Linked DNA regions of Zea mays: all the other regions are linked to region 1. Evidence: chromatin contacts called from public Hi-C data. All regions are on one chromosome and are shown on one strand. Each heading gives the region's core, a stretch centred on a gene start, on an enhancer-like site or on the middle of the called end of the contact. The rest is flanking DNA. Distances are from core to core; before and after follow the strand shown. Region 1 holds the start of LOC103626634 (tyrosine-sulfated glycopeptide receptor 1). Region 2 holds the start of LOC103626636 (SNF1-related protein kinase regulatory subunit gamma-like PV42a). Region 3 holds the start of LOC100277365.

What was found. A called contact is a pair of places that touch in the nucleus more often than the background predicts.
Region 2: a Hi-C map of ear shows a contact between it and region 1, with 3 times the contacts expected there. The contact joins the promoter of LOC103626636 here to the promoter of LOC103626634 in region 1. A contact is called at or near these places in 2 of 25 Hi-C or Micro-C datasets (ear and tassel).
Region 3: a Hi-C map of ear shows a contact between it and region 1, with 2.7 times the contacts expected there. The contact joins the promoter of LOC100277365 here to the promoter of LOC103626634 in region 1. A contact is called at or near these places in 3 of 25 Hi-C or Micro-C datasets (ear, leaf mesophyll and tassel).

What each region holds. Positions count from the first base shown.
Region 1 is chr5:83,021,711-83,026,461 of Zm-B73-REFERENCE-NAM-5.0, reverse strand. LOC103626634 (tyrosine-sulfated glycopeptide receptor 1) reads left to right here and starts at 2,430. Exons shown (of 1, transcript XM_008647037.3): 1 at 2,430-4,751. The coding sequence starts at 2,995. LOC109939935 (a long non-coding RNA gene) reads right to left here. Exons shown (of 2, transcript XR_002262314.3): 2 at 2,053-2,446.
Region 2 is chr5:83,795,141-83,799,891 of Zm-B73-REFERENCE-NAM-5.0, reverse strand. LOC103626636 (SNF1-related protein kinase regulatory subunit gamma-like PV42a) reads right to left here and starts at 2,620. Exons shown (of 3, transcript XM_008647039.4): 1 at 1,895-2,620; 2 at 1,452-1,794; 3 at 644-1,366. The coding sequence starts at 2,382. The coding sequence ends at 920. LOC100285167 reads right to left here. Exons shown (of 11, transcript NM_001367335.1): 7 at 4,430-4,546; 8 at 4,083-4,226; 9 at 3,811-3,934; 10 at 3,376-3,567; 11 at 2,673-3,286. The coding sequence ends at 2,927.
Region 3 is chr5:83,730,037-83,734,787 of Zm-B73-REFERENCE-NAM-5.0, reverse strand. It overlaps LOC100277365, which reads right to left and starts at 2,361. Exons shown (of 3, transcript NM_001150949.1): 1 at 1,569-2,361; 2 at 204-427. The coding sequence starts at 2,231. LOC109939724 reads left to right here and starts at 3,692. Exons shown (of 3, transcript XM_020538038.1): 1 at 3,692-3,794; 2 at 4,597-4,751. The coding sequence starts at 3,692.

The DNA of each region.
Region 1 (4,751 bases), core at 1,181-3,680:
GTTGTGAAAATGGATCCTAAGGATCATGTCTACTTAATTATCATGTATGTCTAGCTAGTATCTGTTCCCCGTATTAATATCCCACTATAATATATCATGTGATGTTTTATGAAGCTCGGATCGAGGCAATGATGTTATCAGACCCCAAAGATTGCACGCTCTGCAAGGGTAGAGAAATAATTATTGGGGAGCATGTTACAAACATGATGCAAATTTTCTCCTTAAAGTTGGCTAAGATTGATGTGGATGGTGGCCCCATAGAGTTGTATGGATATATCGCTACGCGGGATGTTCTCGAGCCATTGCTTAACTATATTGTCAATGTTAGCAGGAATGATCCTATCACCATCGAGCAGGTGCACACCTCATGCTTCTGTATAGTGATTTCAAATTCAGTATTATTGATTTTGTAGTACAGGCCAAACTTATCACATGCATGCATGTATAGAAGTAGAACAGATGGGATTGGATCATACATAATTTTGATGACATACTTCAACCACTTAATAATTTCTTACACCATCAAGCTAGGAGCCTAGGAAAGGTTGAATATTATTGTTGTATGAACTATGTCTTTATTATTCGACGAACAAGTACTCCCTCTATCCCAAATTATAAGTCATTTCAACTTTCTTGGGGAGTCAAAGCATCTAAAGTTTGATTGGAATTACAAAAATCTGTTACAACAAATATTTAAACTATCATGAGAATATAAATGATGAAGAATTGAATGATACTTATTGGTATCATAAATATAATTATTTTAATATACAAATTTGGTCAAACTTAAGATGATTTGACTCTCCAAAAAAAAGTTAAAACGACTTATAATTTAGGATGTGGAGGGTACCGCCTATGAGTTCCTAAGTTGTTTGTCTGCCATATATGTATTTATCTTGTGATTATTTTCTTACATTGTTTCTTACCAGAAGAGCTACTGAATATATAGTATATAATACACTTGTAGGGTTCCCTCATAGAAATGACTGGCCCTAAGCGAGGCATTGAGTTGTGTGGCGAAATTATGCTTGAATTTGACATGAGGATTAAGAGGGGCGGAGAAGAGAAAGACGACCCACAGCTGATTGATGGTGTAGCAATCGTACTAGACGAGATGAGCATGCCTAGGAGTACTTATGCATTCACAAAACGGATCCACGGCGATTGTGGAGCGGTTGACATAACGGTATCACGCCTTGACTTTGCAGTTGAGGCGACGATACAACTTCACGTATCTGAAGTAGAGGGCAGCTTCAGTTTGCGTGCGGGCTGTTTTACCAGTGGGTTATGTGAAGAAATCCAGATCTTTAAGGGCACCATTAGTGAGCCGCGTGCCTTGAGGAGATGTGTTGTTGCTGCAGTACATGATACTTGGATGGATGTGAAGTTGAAGGTTGACGACTCAGGGCATTCTTATAGCAGTGATGACAATCCGGAACATTGGTGTAGCTTCAAAACGACCAGTCATGGATGGACCTGCCAACAGGTAAAGCTTGAGTTTGCATCCATATTGGTGAAGGTGACTTGGTCATCGACGTGTTTCATGGAATTGTTCTAGAGTTTAACCAAGTCTGCTGTTCTTGTTCACGCAGGCAAGTTTGTGTCTGCATGCACGCGTTTCATTTCATCTCATCCATCCTTGGTTCGTTTCATGCATGTTAATAACCAAGCATGCAGGCTTTGCTCATTCTTTTTGAAACTATCACGTTTGCTAGTTGTGTTCAGTAATAGTCTGTGTTAGGTTAAGGACCTAACAGCCGTGCTACTGAAACTGTTTTTTTTAATATTCTCCTCTTTTTTTTCCATTTTTCTTCTGTTTCCTCCCTTGTGTAGAGCTGCTCATGAGCGTCTTCCTGCGGAATCTGAACCAGAACCTGGAAATGTTTTTTTACGAACTATTTCATACGTAGCAGGCCTGGCCGTACGCGATACGCGTGTCGGCGAGTGGTGCGGACCCCCACACCAGACGCTTTCTTCGTGCTGCAATCTGGAGTTCACATACGCATGCATATATACATACATACATGTATTCTTGGTTCAAGCAAGCATGGCAAAGATAAACTTTTGAAATACATGTCCGGTAACAACTGAAATTATTAACATATGCAATCTGGAGTTCACATATGCAAGTTATAAACTTTTGAAATACATGCCACAAAAGAAACTTTTGAAATACATGGCTTCGATCTGCGGTATTCCTTTTTGAAATACAATAGGTAGATATACAGGTTACAGTACACTGCAAAGTGGCAGCCGACATCTGAGGTCAACTAAAGCAGGAGGGAGACCGAGGGCAAAAGAATTGGATCCGGTTCGTGCAGACGTGAGCGCCACATCTTGGTCAACAGAACAGCTGATGAAGATGGAACGACAAGTAGACAAGTCTATCGTGCTGCTGCATTGCTGCTTGGGGACCCAAATCGGCCACAACAGAGTAGCTGCAAGCCTGCAATTAGTAGAGACTGAGATAATGCATGGAAACAATAACACTAGTGTATATTAAATTAAATCATGATTAAAGTATGAGATCGAATCGCCATCTGAAATTATGCATATCCTGCAACGACTCAGTAGTCACAGTAACCAATGGGTGGGTGGAGACGAAAGCAGCCCCCTTTTTTTTCCTTTTGGGTTCGCGCAGAAGGTTTGGACTTTTTACATAAAACTATCATACCAGGTTGGCTCATCCAAAAACGTGGAGCTCTGAATCTGGCCGTGTGAATCAGCCGAGAAGCTGCTAACCAGCTGTGGCAAATGCGCCGGGAAAAGAAAAGGGTGTGGATGTGTGCCCACAGCAGCCATGCAGTAAGTTGACCCAATTTTCATTTCCATTTCCTACGTACGGCTGCAACTGCAAGCAACAGATAAACTGGGGGCTGCCTGTTGTCTCTTCTTCCTCCACGCGCTCTTCTGCTAGTTTCATTGGGCATCGTCGTCCAGTCAGCATCAGATCCAAGCATCTGCTTTGATGCTAGTTTCATTCATCAGGAAGCCATGCAGCAGCAGCAACGGGTGCATCCCTCACATGACAACGACAAGCACAACAACGATGGGTTTCTCAAACCTCTCCTAGGCCTCGCGCTCGCGCTCTTGCTATCCGCCTTCCTCCCGCCTACGAGCTCGTGCTCGGAGCAGGAGAGGAGCGCCCTCCTCCAGTTCCTCGCTGGACTCTCGCGGGACGGCGGTCTCGCCTCGTCGTGGCGGAATGGCACGGGCTGCTGCGCGTGGGAAGGGGTCGGTTGCGGCGCAGACGGGGCAGTCACCGATGTCTCCCTTGCTTCAAGGGGCCTTGAGGGGCAAATCTCGGCGTCCCTGGGTGAGCTCACCGCGCTGCTGCGCCTCAACCTGTCCCACAACCTGCTGTCCGGTGGCCTGCCGGCGGAGCTGACGTCGTCAAACAGCATCCTTGTCCTCGATGTCAGCTTCAACCGTCTCAACGGAGGCCTGCGCGAGCTACCTTCGTCAACCCCTCCCCGTCCTCTGCAAGTACTCAACATCTCGACTAACTTGTTTACAGGACCGTTTCCATCGACCACATGGGAGGCGATGACCAGTCTGGTTGCACTCAATGCCAGCAACAACAGCTTTACCGGACAGATACCAAGCCATATCTGCAGTAGCTCACCGGCCTTGGCTGTGATTGAAGTCTGCTATAACCAACTCAGTGGCCTCGTTCCTCCTGGGCTTGGTAACTGCTCCATGCTCAGAGTGCTCAAGGCTGGCCACAATGCCCTCAGTGGGTCACTCCCCGATGAACTCTTCAATGCTACGTCACTAGAGTACCTCTCTTTTCCCGGCAATGGTTTGCACGGAATGCTTGATAGCGAACACATCATGAAGCTCAGAAATCTGGCCCACCTTGATCTTGGAGGCAACAGGCTAAGCGGAAACATCCCAGATTCCATAGGCCAGCTCGAGAGGTTAGAGGAACTGCATCTGAACAACAACGACATGTCTGGGGAGCTGCCATCAACTCTAAGCAACTGCACAAATCTCATAACGATTGACCTCAAGGTCAACAACTTCGGCGGAGAGCTTCAGAAGGTCGACTTCTTCAGCCTGCCCAATCTGAAAACATTGGATCTTCTGTACAACAGCTTCTCCGGCACGGTTCCTGAAAGCATCTACTCGTGCAGCAAGCTGAATGCGTTGCGGCTCTCTAACAACAACTTGCATGGACAGCTTTCCCCAGCAATAGCCAATTTGAAGCATCTTGTTTTCCTGTCACTAGTTTCCAACAGTTTTACAAATATCACAAATACGCTTCAGATACTCAAGAACTGTAGGAATCTCACCTCCCTACTTATTGGAAGCAACTTCAAGGGTGAGGACATGCCAGAAGATGAGACAATTGACGGGTTTCAGAATCTTCAGGTTCTTTCCATGTCTAACTGCTCGTTGTCTGGGAAAATACCTCTTTGGTTATCGAAGCTCAAAAATTTGCAGGTGCTGCTTTTGCACACGAATCAACTCAGTGGGACAATACCTGCCTGGATCAAAAGCTTAGAGTCACTATTCCATCTAGACATATCAAGTAACAAGCTTACAGGGGAAATACCAACAGCCTTAATGGAGATGCCAATGCTAACGACAGAAAAGACTGCAACCCATTTGGATCCAAGGGTATTTGAGCTACCTGTTTATAAAAACCCATCGCTCCAGTACCGGATAACCAGTGCTCTTCCAAAACTGCTGAAACTTGGTTACAATAACTTAACTGGTGCGATTCCCCAAGAAATTGGTCAGTTGAA
Region 2 (4,751 bases), core at 1,371-3,870, 770 kb before region 1:
GTTAATGAGTCAGCTCACGTTAATGAGTCAGCTCACGAGATAAACGAGCGAGGTAAACAAGCTACTATCACATTTCAGAAATCCAAAACTATATATATCATTTACGTAACCATTAATAAACATAGTACGTAACAATTAATAAACATAGATAAACGAGCTACTATCATATTAAAAACGAAACTATACAATTGATATTACATGTTATATCTATGACCTATAAATTAAAATAATGACTAATAGACTGTATTTATATATTAAATTGATCTATATAAATATAACTAGATTATACGGATGAACATTTATGTAAATTGTAAATAGATGAGTGATAATTGTAAATGAATGAGTGATAAGTTGTGTTAATTTGATGTTATGGTCAGTAAAACTATGAGTATAATTACTATTTTCTATTGTTAAATTAATTTAAAATTAACTAGAAATTAATTATTATTACTTTTCTACTCCGGCTTATTTTCTATTGTTAAATTAATTTAAAATTAACTAGAAATTAATTATTATTACTTTCTGCTCCAGCGAGCCAGCTCATAGACAAGCTAACTCTGTAAACGAGCTAAATTTGTAACTCTTTAGCTTAAGAGAGTCAGAGTCGAGCAAGCTCGTTAAAGCTCTAGCTCGAACTCAAACGAGCCGTATTTTTGGTTGATCAATAAAACGATGCAAAATAAGGCGTCACGATGAAGGCCTGTCAACGAAATACGAAGCCCGGATCGGAGCCAGGGCCATATAACAAACAAAGCAACAAGGCAAAACGAGCTCGGCGGCGGTCGCCGGTCGGCCGTCGCCAACACGTCTCGATCGCCCTTTTCCCCCTCCTCTGCAGGAGCACGACAGGTGGACGGACACTATGGGCAGAAACAGCTACGAGCTTGTTCTTGGACGTCACGACTCACGGCCCACGGGCTCACGGCACGATGCTGTGCAGCTCCAGGTCCTCGCCGAGCGCGGCCTCCCGCACTGCCCGGAGGATGTCGGTGAGCGACACGACCCCACGCAAGAGCCCTTCCTCGTCGACCACCCACAGCCGGTGCACGTGCCTCGATGTCGCCGCCTCGATCGCCTCGCCGAGGGTGCTCTCCTGGGAGCACGTCACCAGCGCCGACTCCTGCTGCTCGCTCTGCTCTTCGTCAGTGGCGGCGGCAGCCGCGGGGGTGTCGGCGTACCCGGCGACAGGGGTGCCAGTGTCCGTGGCGTCGGCGCCGGGGACCACAAGCCTGGTGCTGGCGCGGTACTCAGCCACCTTCCTCTTGAACTCCATCACGCTGATCCCCAGCCAAGCCTGCAGCCGCGCCACCGGGCAGTCCCGCAGGTCCGTCGCCGAGAACGTCTCGACCGCCCTTTGCCCGCTCCCCTGCAGCAGCACGACAGGAATTTCAGACAGGAGGAAATCCGGCAGGAGATGGCGTGTTCGGATCGGAGGCGCGTGCAGTGCTCACGTATTGAAGGGTCTCTGTACCGCTACCGACGGCGTCCACGACGGGCACGGCGGTCAGCGACGCCGCCCGCATCGCCTTGATGACGTCGATCACCTTGGTAACGCCAGAGACGGCGAACACGGTGTCGTTCACGGCGCCGAGCTCGCGCACGGTGCGCAACAGCACGCCCCTGAGCTCCGCGCCGTGCGCCCTGAGGAACCTCACCACGTCCATCTGGGTGAGCATCCGGTACCCCGGCGCCGACTCCACCAGCTCCAGCGCCACCACGTTGTCCGCCGAGCTCTCCAGCGGCACCAGCGCGCGGTGCACACCCTTGCTGAACGTCTCCATGCAGTCCAGCACGCTGGCGCAACGCAACGAACATGTCGCACACGCGCAGATTGCGTACAATGCGAGGAAGAAGAAGAAAAATACGAGTGTGAGCTGGAGATCGGCCGGCGTACCTGGTGCTCGGGTGGAGCGTCCACAGAGTGAGGCCCTCGAGGGAGTGTCCGATGACGGAGGACACCGGCACGGCCATCCGGCGGTCGAGGTCGGCCGCCTCGTCGTCGTCGCTGGCCTCGGCGATGTGGGCAAGGATGTCGAGCATGTTCACCATGCCGATGTAGTGCTTGCGGACGGCGCCGGTGGCCGGGTCGGACTCGAGGATCATGGAGCCGCCGGCGCCGATCCAGTGGCCCGGTGGCGCAGCCACGGCCACGGCAGAGACGCGCGCTGCCAGGAGCGCGTTGGCCGTGTGCGCCAGCGTCGCGGTGTAGGGAACCTCCACCAGCCGCCGCTTGGCCCGCGCCAGGTCCACCACCTTGCGCTCGCGGAGCAGGCCGCAGAGCCCCGCGCGCGCCTTCTTGTTGCTCTCGTTCCCGCCGCCGGAGGCGACGCCGTGCAGCGCCGCCTCCTGCTGCTCGTCGGCGGCTGCTTTAAGCTGCGCCATTGCTGACCACTCCTAGCTGCTCTGGTACTCGCTTGTGTTTCTGTGCGCGAGGTTTAGCGAACAAGGCCGCATGCTCGAGAATCCATTAATTAATAGCTTCTCAGTGCTTCGAGTTGCAGCCTTGCAGGAGAACGTGGCGGGCAGAGAGGCTGCGTAGCTCTGCCGAGCTGCCGCGTGGAAAGAAACTCTACGACTAGCGAGTTCAGGTCGCCCACGTCATGCCTGCAAGGCTGCAAGTCAAAACTCAGGTTAGCCATTTCTTGGCTCAGCTTGGTAAATCCAAGAGGAGCTTTGGAAAAGCAGGTCGTTACTGATGTTATCTTCATTCACTGCCTTGTCCAAGACATTTTCAGCATGAAGTGATCTATGTGAAACTACAGATTAGGCCAGCCAAATACATACAAATCTAGGTGTTTAACTAGTAGAAGCATATGCTCGCTGAAATGCGCGCTGATGGAAGTGAGCACGAGACTACTCGTAGTCGTAGCCTAGCGAAGACGAGGACTCGGCCAGACGGCCACTCTGATCTGAGGGATGGCCCGTCTCATGCCCTGCACATGCAGGGTGTCAGCGGGTTCTCCCAGAGATCGTAGCCGGGGAAGGTGGGCTCGGGGAGGCCCGTCCTCGTGCGGTGCGTGACGACGACGTCCTCCGTGAAGGAGGCCCAGCCCATGTCGGGGTCGCCCAGGGACTTGGACATGAGGCCCTTGTCGGGCTTCACCGACTTGAGGCGGTGCCCCGCGTAGCGGCGCGCCCCGATGATGAGTTTGGCGAAGTTGCCGCCGTGCGTCATCACGAACGCGTCCGACCGCAGGCACACCAGGAAGTCCAGCGCCGCCAGGCTCGTCACGTGCCGCCGGAACGGCGCCAGCTCCTCCGCGCTCGCTAGCTCCTCCTTCGTCACCTGCAGCGATGCACAATGCACGGCAGTGGCTTATCAGTTATCACTGGCTTCAGCTTGACACAATCTGAAGTGGATTTGAGCCTGCCTACCAGGTTGGGGAACATGTTCCTGAGGGGAGCCATCCGGTTCTTGCCGCCGTACACTTGCCCGGACGCGACGTATATCTGTGTGCCGCTCGTGTACCCCAGTGCCCGCAGGATCACAGCGATCTCACCGGGCTCAAGAGGGCACCGCCCTTCTTTTCTCTTCTGCAGCGCCAGTGGCCATAGATGGGATCCATTCTGCGTGGCAGATACAAAAAAGAGAAAATCGTTAGACTTGTAGGGCTAGTTTCGGAACTACATTTTCTTAAGAGATTTATATTTTCCTAAAAAAAATGAACTAATTTTTCTTGGAAAAATAAAAATCTCGTGAGAAAACGGGGTTCCCGAACTAGCGCGTATAGTTAGTGTCGGTGCTTCATTTCTCCTAGGGATTCTTTCTCAGTCCAATGTAACAGATGTATCTAGTCCAGTCCGCGTCACCTTGAAGCGCCTTGGCCATTCTTTCTGCCTATAAGCCGCCATCATTGCCTTCTCCTCCCGTGTGCCGGCAAAATCACAGAAAGAAAGCCCCACCATCCCTTTTTCAAATCTCAGGTGAAGAGCCCTTTAAGAACAAAAAAAATGTGTCAATATTTGATTGTGAAATAAACTTTGAGAGCGTCAACTTCAGCTATGCACTGGATAGTGTCTTGGGTAGATACAAGCTCTACTGTACACAATATCACCCAGCGAAAAGGATAATTATAACGTACATGTATGGATTTATGCTGCCAGTTTTGTTCCTCATTCTTGCAGCAAGCTTAACAGCCATTTCCTCAATATCAGGTAGGAACTTTAATGCATGATAGTTAACTCTGCATCTCAGCCGGTTAATCTCTGTTGGTACATTATCATACCTGAACATCGAAGTTTCACATTAGCTTCAGACTGTTCCACTGAGAGCATATCAATACGAAAATATATGGCCATTGCACAGAACAAAGAACAAAATAAAAGAATAATGCTCCCTTTACCACATCATTTAAGCTGACCAGATGTTCTGAATCAAAATTAAAATGAACAGGAAAAACCGAAATGTTGTCGTCAAAAGTTTACTTACCCCAATCTGTCCACAAATGGCTTGATAGACATTATCCTTTTCTCTTTGATCCTTGGAAGTACATTATCAATATAAAACTGTGCTGAAGCATACTTTGGGATGTTCTTCACAGTACGCCTGTTACAAAACCGTAATTCAACGCATACCATGGAAACATGAATATTCAGTCAAGCATAAATAAACTTGCAGTAATATAAAGGTGAGTGCAGAGAGCATATTTTTTAGAATAGGGAACATAAGTCATAAGATAAAACAAGGCAGCAGAGCAGCTAATGGAGAGAAATGATATTTGAGCAGAACCTTTTGATTTCGCAAGAAGTTC
Region 3 (4,751 bases), core at 1,112-3,611, 710 kb before region 1:
ATGGTTTATGAAACAACAATACTTCAGAACTAGGATGAAAACAAAAGATGAAAAGGACAAAAAAAAAGTACTGCTTCTACTTTGCCATTTCCAAATTCCAGATGCACTGAAAAAAATATCAGTATCCTACAAGTACCACTGTGCTTATGAGAGAAGGAATTCATACATGCTAGGTAATTTATAGCAAGTTAATGTTGACAAACCTGTTGCACATCTCTCCAACTGTGAGACTGAAGATAGCTGGCCCGCTTGCCTTCAGTGTCCGCCGGAGATCACCATCAGTGAAGGTCCCAATCAAATGATGCTCTTCATCAACCACAAGCAGACAACCACAACCTTTACTGGTGAGCTCGGTGAGTTGGTCCATTATCATATCTCCCTCCTTGCACAGAGGAAGCTCATTCTGTTTCTTCATAACATCCTTAACCTGCAGGGTGTTTGTGTAAGAACAAAAAGTCTAAAAGACACACCTCACCTATAGAAACAAGAAAATAACACACAGGCTGATGCTGGATCAATAACAACACCCACAGAAATCAGATAACTGGGAAGACAAGATCTGAACTTGTTTCAGTTTTCAGTAACTACTTTGCACGAGAACAAGGATCCCATTCAAATATATCATGTCATGAACAGCTGGCCTTACACATCACCCAGAGCTACATAGCTTGTTAATAACTACCACAATTAGACAATCGATAATGCACACAAATGAGTAGGTGCTTTTTTGTTTTGTTTTTCTTGGCATGTGTATATAAAAAGGACCATTGCAGATAACAATAAACAAAAAAAAATGTTGGATGGATAGTGACAAAATTATCCAATCCTAAAGCGCATTTCACCAGGGCTATTTATTGGACCACTCCCAGTGACGACACGCAAACAGTAAATGAATCCTAGTAGTAACAAGCATCTGGCATCCTATGTCTCCCACTGGGTGGCAGCACAAGATATTGCACATGCCGATTTAACAAGAGCCCCGCAGAAATCAGATGGTTGAAGAGACAAGATCTACTCTTGTTTTAGAAGTCAGTAAATACATTGCAGATGAACAGAAACAACGCGTTCATTCAAATATGACAAGTTATGCACACCCAACTTATCATCCTCTGCTATGGCATCTGAAGACAGTGGCCACGATTAAACAAAAAATGCACACAAATGATGAGGCACTTTGTTGTATTTTTCTTCTTTGCTTTGGTAGCTTGTTGTATTCTTCTTGTAGCGATGAAAAGACTGCGAAAACGACAAGTAATAAGATCCCCTCCATATGAAAAAGACCACGATACGTAGTCACAAATTGAAACAAAATGTCGGTTGGATAGCAACAACACTATCGAATCGTATTGAGCATTTAACCAGAGCCAATTCTGAACCGACCCCCCTGCCACCGACATGCATCGGTGAAGGAATCCTAGCAGTGATAAAGCATCTGGTTCTCTCTGGGATCCGATCCGATGTCCCACACTGTGTGTCGGCACAAGGTAATTGAACGTTTCTAAAAAAAGTAACTGTAATAATGCCGGCAACCTGTTTATGTTAGGGTTAGAGGTGGTTGATTTGATTACCTTGAAGATGAGGGTCTTGCCGATCTTGCCAGCGGGATGGTTGGAAGCGTACTGGTCCCTGGAGAGTCGCCTTGCCTCCATGATGGCGGCGATGACGGTGTCCCCAAACACCATCTGGATGGCGGTGGAGGTGACGGGCGCGAGGCCAAAGGGGCACACCTCCCCCTGCAGCGGCAGGTGGACGTTGAGGTCGCAGGCCGCGGCGAGCGGGCAGTCATCCCCCGAGGCCGCGGAGGTGAGCGAGACGAGGTAGGCGCCCTTGGCGCGCGCGCAGGGCGCGAGCGCGAGCAGCTCGTCGGAGGCCCCGGACTTGGAGAGGATCACGAGGACGTCCCCGGGGAAGAGCGCGCCGATGTCGCCGTGGAGCGCGTCGACGGGGGCGAGGAAGCCGGCCCGCGCGAGGCCCAGCGACGCCAGCGTCTGCGCGGTCTTGCGCGCCACGATGCCCGACTTGCCGACGCCCGTGAAGAAGACGGCGCCCGGCGCGTCGAGCAGCGCCTGCGCGAACGCCGCCGCCTGCGCCATGTCGAGGCGGTCGAAGAAGTGGTCCAGGTGCCGGCGCTGCGCGGAGAAGAGCGGCGCCAGGTCCGACGCCACCACCGTGGCGCGCCCCCGCGGCCGCGGGGCGAATTCCGCCGAGGCCGGCGCCGGGAGCGAGCCCATGGGCGGCGAGGGCGTGGCTCGCGCGGGGCGTTCGAGGAATTGCCGCGTCGAGAGGGCGGGGCAGCGGATCTGGGGAGACGCGGGTACGCAGCCGAACGGTAGAAGGGAAGGAGCACGAGGCGTAGAGAATGTGACGCAGCCAACGGTGCGGATCAGACAATAGTCTACCAACTTGCATTGGACGATTGGTTGGCGCTCCGAGTCGTCTGTGCGCGGTGCATGCATCGGTCTGCAGTTCCAAGCCCCGCGGAGGTGAAGCTCCTCGTGTGGTGACCATAGAGGTAGGCCTCGGCAAAAAGAACCGGAACCGAGGAACCGAACCGAAATAACCGAGAACCGGAACCGAACTAACCGAACCGAAGGAACTGTTATGAATTTCGGTTCTGGTTTTTTGAGAACCGAAATAAATGAGATATTTTCGGTTCTGCACTCCAAAGAACCGAAAGAACCGAAAGAACCGAAAAACCCAAAAGTATTAGATTCAATTTGTTACATGTGTTTGTAACTTCGGATGTTGTGTTATCGACTTATGTTGAACCTCTAATCATCCATGTATTATCTATGAAATTATAGTTATTGTGCACTTGTCGTTGTTTGTGGGGAGATGTTGCTGAAATTTCTCACAAAAGTTGTCGTTAATCATAATTTTAGAGTGGCTGTTACAGTTCAGTTAGAACCGAGGAACCGAACCGAAGAACCGAGAACCGAACTAGTCGGTTCTGATTTCTTTATCTTGCTATTTCGGTTCTAGTTTTTGAAGAACCGAATTTCTACGAGAACCGAGGAACCGAACCGAACCGAACCGAAGAACCGAATGCCCAGGCCTACATAGAGGGACGCACTTGCCGCTGGAGCTGGACCATGACAAAGCGGCCAAACCAGGAGAGGAAACTGCCGGCCGGGCCAGCCGCCAGCCAGCATGGGACTGGAAAGTATAGATGGCCAAATGGGCCGTGTCTAATGGGCCGGCCCGAAGCACGACCCGTTTAATAGTGCCGGGCCCGGCCCGGTACAAGAACCGTGTCGTGCTTGGGCCGCTGTCTCGGCCCGGCCCGGCACGATTATATATTTTTTATTTTATAAAACATAGTATATATATATATTTACATTTTATATTAGCTATTTACAACAAACGCACTTGAGTTATATTGGTTAGTGTCCTTCGGTTAAGTGTTTCAACCTCGTAGAGTGAGGTCGCGGGTTCAAAACCTCACAAAAATATAGTTTTTTTTGCTATTTCCTTGAATTAATGGGAGAACGTGACCAGTTAAACGGGCCGGCCCGGCACGACCACCAGGCCGTCGTGCCGTGTCTGGGCCGCGGCTGCGGCACGCGGGCCGGTCGGGCACGGCCCGATTAACCGTCGGGTCTGACGGGCCCGTGCCGTGTCGGGCCGGGCCGCCCGTTTGGGCATCTCTACTGGAAAGTGGGCTGGTTACTTTCTGCAGTCTACACCTGCCATGCCTCTGCATGGGACATGGGAGTGGGAGAAAAATTCCTACGGGCTTCTGCCCTGCCCTGCCCTGCCGTGCCGGGCGCGCGTGACGCTGCACTGCCGCGTACGTTACGTGCACCATGGGCCAACAATTGCATGTGCCGCGCTTTACGCGTGGAAAACAGGAACACCTTGTGCGCGTGGCTCGGCCTAGTGCTGGGAATTGAGTCAGAACAGGCCAGTCCGGCTCAAGCTCGGCGTGCTTCATGTCAAACAGGTTTAGACCAAAAAATACTAAAAGACTTTTGGGTCGTGCAGTGCCATCCTGAACTATAAAAATAGTAGCCTAGTCTGACCTCTAAACGGGTAATGCTTTGAACTCCTATTTTTGAGTTGTGCTCGTGCTGGCCCAAAAAATCCGACCTATATTTTCAACACTAGCTCTCGCGCTTGGCTCCAGCCTCCAGGAGCTTTTTGGAACCGTGGTATTACCAAGACTGGGCTTCTGAAATAGGTATCCTGAACAGCGCAATTGGAATTTTGGTATTATAATCCGTTGAACTTCGGATTTTTGGTATCTGAGTCAGATTTAGCCGGCGCTCAACTCGTTGTTACGGCAGTCCGTTTCTTAGAACGGATCCACGACCGACCGCTCTCCCTCTCTCAATCCTCTCCCTCCCGGCGCTCGTCGAGCTCGTCTGCGCTGCTCCTCCCTGGTGCTCGAGCGCTCCTGGTGCTCTCCCCGACGGTCTTGCTCTCTCTGCCCGGCGCTCTCCCTCTAGGCATGTCAATGGAATCTCCTGTAATTCTTCGGAGCACGAAGACATTACTCGACCGATTGGAGAAACACCTTGTCATTTCTCATTCAGTAGCATCTTCATCAGTAGAAAATGTTGATCATATACTGAAACGCCTTGGTTCTCCCCCAAGGAGGAGGACTCCTCCTAGCAGAGAAGGAAGTGAGGGATTCGTTGCATGACCTGGCTCCAAAAGAATGGAAGGAGAAAATTCTTGAGAACATTGACCTTGAAATTCTGTCTCAGGTACTTGGGTCAGGTTCCCAGGATGCACAATACTTGGGGCAG